Regions from separate parts of the Zea mays genome. Here region 2 is linked to region 1. Evidence: chromatin contacts called from public Hi-C data. All regions are on one chromosome and are shown on one strand. The core of a region is the stretch at or near the end of the contact, and the rest is flanking DNA. Distances in the headings are between cores, read along the strand shown.

Region 1 (4,457 bases), core at 1,686-4,185:
TATTTGGGTCTCATCTTAGCCCGACTAAGCACGACTCTATGTGGATCCAGCCCTAGCTCGATACTGGAGGCGTAGCATGCTCGTTGAGTTTTTTCAGCACGATGAGCCAGCCCAGACACGGCCCGTTACTAAACGAACTATGGAGTTGGCATGTTTACTGAGCCAAGCCAATCATTGCACGAACATTCTATCCTTTATTTAAGATTTATTATTTATTTATGATATGTATTATTTGTGATATATGTAATTGTGTTCGTAGCGGGCTCAGATTGGCATGATATCTGTTTTCGAGTCGAGCTTACTGGTCGGCCCAGCACGGTTTGACCTGTCATGTGACGGCTCATTCAGTGGTTTCGACCCGTCGTGCAGCCCATCCCGACACGAAGAGCTATTTGAGTCTAACCGTGCTGCACTTAAACAGGTCGTGCTTCAATGGCTCGGGCCGGATCGGACCGTGCCGCACATTTGAACATCTCTAATCTTGGGTGACTAGTGCCTGCCACTAAAAATAAGGTAGTTTTGAGCGACCAACATGTCAAACACCACCAAAAATAAAGTTTGAAGCCCCCAAAAAACAAATATTTATGTTTTAAAGACCGACACGTTATTTTTTGGACTAGTGTCGGCTGCTGAAAATAAGGTGTTTTCCAGTTACCAATCCGTCAGACGCTGTCAAAAATAAAGGTTTATTTTTGATGGCCAGGTGGAAGCCATAAAAAAGTAAAGCTTTATTTATTGTGCCTGATAGGGTGGCCACAGAGAATAAGATATATATAAATGCCCGAGGATGGGCACGGGCACGGGAAGCCCACCTGCTCGCCACCATCCCATGTTATTGTCATCGTCGCCGCCAAGCGCCACTAGCGACATCGCATCCTACGCTACCCCCATCGCCATGTGTTGTCGCCACTATCGACCAAGCCCACGTGTTGAGCCCTCACGCCTCTTGCTCTCCTCACCTCCTCACCCACCGCCCTACATCACCCTACACTATCACGGTACCCCGTTAGTCCTCGTAGATGTGTAGCTGCATGCCCTCGTCGCTCATCCACTAGTGCTGGGTGCCCATGCCCCCCACCGCCCTATCCCGCACCACCGCACCCACCCTCGATCGCGCCCGCCCAAGGCTGCACCACTGCATCCCTGCCACTCACCCATCGTGTCGTCGTTGTTTGGCTGCCTCATCGTCACCGAGCCGCCTACCACGATGCCAAGATTCACACATACAATGACTAAGTGTATAGAGACAAATGACTTATTTTTTATTACATAACGAGAATGTCTTACAAAATAACTGATAATGCAATAAATTGAACTATGATAATTATCTCCACGCCGCGGTTAACTGGGCGACGACACCTAGATCTCATCGAACTCATCGTAGTAGTCCTCTTCTGGGGGCACTTGTTCTTGACCTGGTGTGATTTTAGCTAGGGTGAGCTCCTATACGGCCATCGCTCAGCAAGTGTGGGTAAAGTGTAGTATAAGACTTACCAAGAAATTTGGTTAAGGCTGAGCTTTGCTTTTAATTAAATTGGTCAAAATTTTATCAGCAATTACTAAGTATAAGTAAATACCAACCCAATCAAATACTTGATCAATATAGAAATCCCACAATGCAATGCATGAAAGGTTAATTTTAATTCCATAAATTACTCATGTGAGGGTTTGAGCCGCTCATGACAGTTAGCACAGCTGATATATCAGTTTTATACTTTACAGAGGTGGCACATCTTTACACATAAGTCGTGATCCCTTATTTGCCTCGGGTTGTGTAAACCCTTAAACACTACCAAGGTGAGTGGACAAGGGCTCACTAAAAGGCTTTTACAAAGTTCCACTAGCATGAGGAAACCTGCTACAGTTTCAGAAAGAAGGAAGCATAGGCCTTTTTCCACGTTCTGTAACCCCCATCGCAGTAATTATAGCTAGCACTATGCTTTGCAGCGACTCACTCCCCGCTTATCGTTTTCAGGAAAGGATTATCTCACACTAGCTATCCTAATTAATTGGCCAAGACCAGAGCCATATATTCTTATGGTAGCACTGTTGTCTTGGGTGATCGCTCCATGTTGCAATTAAAAAATGATCTTATCATGTACAATAATAAAGCCAACAATAGTAATAAGGCATGATCATAATTCAGATATAATTTTAATCCCAAAACCAGGCAGAGCAATAGCAAGACTACTCAATAATTCACTTGTATTCAAGGTATAGGGTAAACAAAACTAGGTAACCTATTAGATCCCATCAAGTTGACCTAACAGTGCAAGCATTGGTGAGAACATAACAAATAATATTATTAGGCCAAAGAATGTGATCAAGGACACAACTTGACTTACACTTGCAAATCCAACTGCTCAGGTGCTCTACCAAAGTTGCGTTTTAGATCCCTCGTGACCTCTCTTCTACGCGTAGCAATACATACAAATAAGAAAATAATGGATACAACAACATTACACCAAAACATGTAAACAAACTGCATGATAATATTCTATGCGTCGCTACGAGAACGCAGGTTCGAGAAACACTAACATCGAAGCTAAAACGGAGAAATTATGGTTTTTTCTAAGATTTCTAGAATTGTTTTTATACTCAAAATTTATTTTAGAATCAATTATATATTTATTATGAAATTCATGGATGGTGGTTACTATATTTAAAAGCTTCAGATGTCTAAATCATAAGTTTATGGACTAGATCGTAATACTTTTTGAACTAAACAGGATGGCAGGTTAATTCCTAGCAAATGCAGGGAATCTTTTTGCAACATTCACTCGGGAAGGGGTATGGACAGATTTGAGCCATCCCATCAAAAGCCGACGACTCATATTATAATGTGAATCATGCTGAATCGGTATGCTATATGGCTCGTTAGGTCGGAGATCAACGGCCCGCTGCGCTCCACGCCTCGATCAAATCCGAGCCCTAGATATCTAGATCAGCGCCTTGGATTTAAAACAACGAATGGGTATTCTATGTTCTAATATCGATCGTTCGTTTCTGGATCAACGGACACCATGCTCTCACTAACCTCCCGACCACCCTTGCGGCGGCTCATGTGCCGCCCGCGGCAGCGGCGTTGCCGGACTACATCAGACCCCGGCCCCACGCACAAAACATTGATTCGAGGGATGATAAACGCATAGTAGTCGATGGAGAACAAAATGGTTATTGTCTCATCAAGAGTAGTGTAGCGACGTGCTCGGTCCACGGCACACATCGGCCAGCGGCCTTGCTCCGGCAAGGAATTTTGGTCACTTCGTGAACTTCCTCGCCCGAAAACTCGCAATAACATGATCCGTATGTGCTGGTGAAGCTATCCGAGCCCTTATTGGCCTCTAAACGGTGGCGTAGGCAGGAGTCGCCCACGACGGATATTCCCCACGTTCCCTTCGGCTTCGCCATGTCCACTCTCTCGCTCTGTAGAAAGGTTCTCTAATGGTGGACTTTGTTCATTATTGCAAGATGATCAAGCTACTGACTTTATCAATTAAATATTCAATAATAAAATATTCACTTCCAGTGGTAGCGGACATAACTCCAATTGTCCTAACTTTCCATATGTTTTTGCTAGATCATACTTAACATATTCACTCAATTTGACGATGATACTTGAATATTTTGATTGTGATTGTATAACATTGATGATTGGGTAATATACGCACACTTGGTTAATAGAATGTGATGAATGAATATTGAATAATATGAGCATGTGTATGTGATGTTGAATGTGGATTGATAAAATATGCATGTGATTTGTATAAGTGTACGGATGTGATCTGTATATATGGATGTGCATGGAAATTTTAGATCCATGAAATACACCAACTTATTTTCGGATGCTGCCACTAGACTCAAAATACACCAACTTATTTTCGGATGCTACCACTAGACTCAAAATACACCAACTTATTTTCGGTGGCAGGATCAAGTCCCCAAAAATGGCTTATTTTTGGCGACCACTGCCGACGGCCAAAAATAACACTAAAGCCAAAAAATAAGCTATTTTCACAAGAAAACCCCTATTTTCTATGGTTCTTAGGGCCTGTTTGAGAGAGCTTTGCTTCAAAAACTTCAGCTTTGGTTTTCCAGTTTCACTATAAAACAGCTCCAGCAAATTGTTAAGGTGAGTTTCAGGAGCGTTTGGTTTGTATATGGACTCCAACTTCTATAGTATAATTGATTTGTGTGGGTTTCCTTGATTACCCTTGATGATTAGTGGGTTGTCATCAGAGAGAACGAAAGTTGTATGTTGCGTAACCAGTGTCATGGTGGGTAATTTTCGTACAGCTTCATGAGGAGATATAAAAACAGTGTTTTTGAAGCACCCCTAAGGAGCTTCATGAATTTCATGAAACGGGCCTCTAGTTTCGATTTTTTTAAAAACTAAAGCTCGTGGAGCTGGACCTGTTTGGGTTGAAGAAATTCGAACGAAATTGAAATTCTTGAAG
Region 2 (4,342 bases), core at 1,800-4,299, 230 kb before region 1:
AACCTTCGACTTGTGAATAACCTTTGGCCATAAGTCGGGCTTTGTTCCTTGTCACCACACCATGCTCATCTTGTTTGTTGCGGAATACCCATTTGGTACCTACAACATTTTGATTAGGACGTGGAACTAAATGCCATACCTCATTCCTCGTGAAGTTGCTGAGCTCCTCTTGCATTGCCACCACCCAATCCGGATCTCTTAGTGCATCCTCCACCCTTTATGGCTCAATAGAAGACACAAAAGAGTAATGTTCACAGAAATGTGGAACTCGAGATCTAGTGGTTACCCCCTTATGAATGTCACCAAGTACGAAGTTGTCACACCCGGATTTAAGGGACAAAGCCGGGTGCATCTCATACATGCGCCAAAGAAGACAACATATATAATAATAGAGTGTATAGAGATAAATGTCACAATATAATCAGAGTACTTATTACATCGTGGAAGTATTACAAAATAAAAGATAAATATAGATCAAACTAAAGTCCATCCTTGGCGCCAAAAAGTCAACTGGGTGACACCACCTAGATCGAATCGAACTCCTCGATGTGTGGCTCCTCTTGAACCACCTGTTCTTCTCCTGTGGGGGGGTGTGAGACAGCAAGGGTGAGCTCACACATGTTCATCGCTCAACAAGTTGTGGGGAATAATGTGCATGAACTCACCAAAGGTTGGAGTTCAAGTGAAGTGTAAAGCTGATCAATAAAATAAAGGTTTCAGCTGAGCATTGCTTTTATAAGTTGGTCAACATTTTAATAGCAATTACTAAGTGTAAGTAAATACCAAATCTTAGTAATAATAAAATAATCCTAATGCGATGCAAATGACAAATTGAATTTAATTCCATATATTAATCATGTGAGTGTCTGAGCCGCTCATGACCGTGAGCACGGCTAGTATACCAGTTTTACACTCTGCAGAGGTTCCGCATCTTTGCCCACAAGTCGTGTTTTCCATTTTCCACGAGGTTGATCGAACCCCGTACATCTCTACCAAGGAAGCGCGCGAGGCATGGTACCACTACGAGGCCTTTACAAAGTTCCACAAGCTTCAGAAAAACCGCTACAGTTTCTAGGAAGCTCTAGTACAGAAATCCCTCGCCTGACCGCCATCACAACAAAATCAACCCAAGGACCTCCCTAACTGACCACTCCCCTACTGCCCTTGCCCCTTTGGGGTAAGGTAGTCATCCTCTACCTTTCCTAGTTAATCAGCCAAGGGCGTCCCATACCACCCTTGTGGTAGCACTGTTTTCCCGGGTGGTTCTCCATGTTCCCAATAACATAATGATCTTATCATGAATGGTAAATAATAACTGATAACAAAAGTGTAACAATGAGTGATGTATATCTCCATACCCAAAACCACATAAAGCAATAGCATATACTACCCAAAACTATTTAGTGGTAAAACAAGGTATAAAGATAGCCAAAACTAGGGTACCCTATTGGATCCCATCAAAATTAACCTATGTAGATCATTATGATTAACAAGAACATGACTGCGTAAAAAGGAAGTGATCAAGGGCACAACTTGCCTTCAATGAGCTCCTGCTCAGCAACTTATATCTGCTGGGCACCAGGATCCTTAGTAGCTTGCTCGTCTACACGCATCAATACAAACATACATAGTATAACAAAAATTAACATCACACCAAACATGTAAACAAAATGCATAATAATAATCTACACATTAAAATAAGATCCTAGGAACATGAATCATTAATTTTGGAGTTATGGATTTTAAGTTATGAATTTCCAAAGGTTTTATGCATTTGATACAAGATTAACTAAGAAATAAACTTTGTTACTGTTTTCATGTCAAAACAGAGACATTAGGTGATAAACAATAATATTACAAAATTTTAGAAATTGGAATGGGTTAATTTGGAGTTCATATGAATTTATTATGAATTATACAAGTTGCTAGAATTATTTTTGTATTTAAAATAAATTCCTATAATTAATTTCCTATTTTATTTCCCTCTGGACTGCACATCAATTTCCGAGAAGTGCATGGGCTAGCTGGTAAGTTATCCTAGACTCAGTGAATAACCCGAGTGGACTGCAGGTTGGTTTTCTAAAAATGGGAGGGCTCTTTAGAAAAATGGCACTGCGAAGGGGTATCGTCTAAATCGGGCCATTGGATCTCGCGCGGGCGGCGTGGATTAGATCCCACCTACGACGAACAGGTATGCAACGAGATCCCTCGGATCACCAGTCAACGGTGTGGATTTAATTATTTCGGATCCGGCCTGACTCGTCCGATCAGATGCTACGGTCAGGATCAAACTAACCGAACCGGTACCCTAGCATCTAATCTCAGCCATCCGTCTTCTGATCTACGGCCCGAGCGGCGTCTTCACCAACCTCGCCACACGATGGCGGCGCAGCCCACCAGCGCGGCCGTAGTGTTCACTGGAGCCACGCTAAACGGCCATTAACTATGCGATTCTTCGCTACGAGGCCTACTACGCGATGTGGAGAACCTAGCGATCTAGAGAATTGGGGACTGACTCGGGTTTGTGTGTGTGCAGAGGAGCTGACCATGGCAACAGGCGGACCGCGACGGTGCTCGCCCGACGGTGAGAAATTTCCGAGGTTCCAATCCACCACTACGCCCGATTTTGTCGTGTATCGATATCTGGTGACCCACGAGAGGTCCGGCGCCGTTGGCGGGGTTCAGGCTATTAGGGAACTCTGAAGAACACCGGTGGCGGCGATCTCTCCCCTCGGCTCACGGTGGCAATGGTGATTGTGGGATGCGACTGTTCCGAAATCCTCAGCACAGGGAGAGGTAAGAGAGAACGGTCAGGGTTTTTAGCACTCCATATAGACACGAGATGGCCGAGATGGGGCAACAGCTTCCCTGATTTTGGTGGCGAGCTTCCTCCATCGGTGCGCAAAGTGGTTGGAGAGGAACGAGTCCACCCAGCCCCACTCGCAAGTGACGCGTGCCGAGCAACTGATGTCCGGGCCCCACGATCCTGTGTGAGGTGAGAGCGAGCGCGAGACGTGCAACTTCCCAGTGGGTCCATCACGTCGGTGAGAAGCTGGTCGCGACGAGGGAGGTTGACTAGTTGCTAGGGCCCACCTGTCGGTGCACGAACTCGGTTGAGGATGGGCCGCGCGGGTGGCATTCGGTTTGGGCTGATTTGGTACTCCGAGGCCCATATGAGGTTTTTGTCTTTTCTTTTATTCTTTTTTTCTATTTCGTTTTCTCCCTTTCTAATTCAAATTTAGTTCCTAGTTTAAATTCAAACTTGTGTCAAACTTATCCTCAGATTATATTGCGCCATAAGAAGTACCAATTTGGAGATATATTTATCTATATATATTGTTTATATTTTTATATCCTTTCTCTTTTCTTTTCTCTCCTTTTTCAAATTCTAAGTTTCAAATTTAGGTCAGAATTACCTTTTCATTATTAATGTGTTTTTTTATTATGGTTATATTTTTATCATTAAATGCACAAGAAATTGAACTCCATCATGATGCACCATTCTTTTATTTAGTATATTTATTGGTAGTCAAGGTTAATCCCATGATTTGTTATATGCAAAAATGAGAATGACAACAAAAGTGGTCAAATGAACCTTTTACATTTATCATTTCTTGTACATTCTATTAATCTCACTTTTTGGGTATTACAAATCCTACCCCCTTACAAAGAATCTCGTCCTCGAGATTTAGGTAGAACTAGGGAAGAGATGGGGAAAATCTATGCGAAGCTCTTCTTTCTCCCAAGTAGCTTCATCTTCTCCATGATGGCTCCATTGCACTTTGCACATCTTAATAACTTTATTTCTTGTAACTCGAGTCAAATTATCAAGAATCTTGATAGGATATTCTGCATAAGTCAGATCATCTTGAACACTAAGATCCTCCATTGGTAGCTGCTCTTCAGGTACCCTGAGACATTTCTTCAACTAAGATACATGGAAGACATCATGTATATCCGCAAGATGATTGGGTAGTTACAGTTGGTATGCCACCTCTCCCACTCGCTTTAAGATCAAGAAAGGTCCAATAAAGAGAGGGGACAACTTTTCTTTAACTTTAAATCTCCTCATACCTCAGATTGGTGACACCTTGAGATACACGTGATCACTCTCCTTAAACTCTAGTAGTCTTCTCCGGGTATTAGCATAGCTCTTCTGCCTTGATTGTGCAATTCTCAAATTCTCTCTTATGATTCGAACTTCTTCTTCTACCTCTTGTATAAGTTCAGGCCTAAAGAACTGCCTTTCACTAGTTTGATCCCAATACAGTGGAGTCCTGCATTTTCTGCCATATAGAGCCTCAAACGGTGAAATCTTCAAACTGACCTAGTAGCTATTATT

The links. Hi-C and Micro-C count contacts between places; a contact is called where the count stands out from the background.
Region 2: a contact with region 1 is called in a Hi-C map of tassel, with 1.5 times the contacts expected there. The contact joins two enhancer-like sites. A contact is called at or near these places in 4 of 25 Hi-C or Micro-C datasets (ear, endosperm, leaf and 1 more).

The regions. Positions count from the first base shown.
Region 1 is chr5:138,638,134-138,642,590 of Zm-B73-REFERENCE-NAM-5.0, reverse strand. No RefSeq gene overlaps it. Among protein-coding and RNA genes, the nearest start is that of LOC103628483, 27 kb to the right of the region's middle. Within about 2 kb of position 2,935, at least 13 of the 20 cell types and tissues checked have an H3K27ac peak or open chromatin away from gene starts, as enhancers often do. A contact at or near this core is called in ear, leaf and tassel, where this site is marked.
Region 2 is chr5:138,868,933-138,873,274 of Zm-B73-REFERENCE-NAM-5.0, reverse strand. No RefSeq gene overlaps it. Among protein-coding and RNA genes, the nearest start is that of LOC103626938, 64 kb to the left of the region's middle. Within about 2 kb of position 3,049, at least 16 of the 20 cell types and tissues checked have an H3K27ac peak or open chromatin away from gene starts, as enhancers often do. A contact at or near this core is called in ear, leaf and tassel, where this site is marked.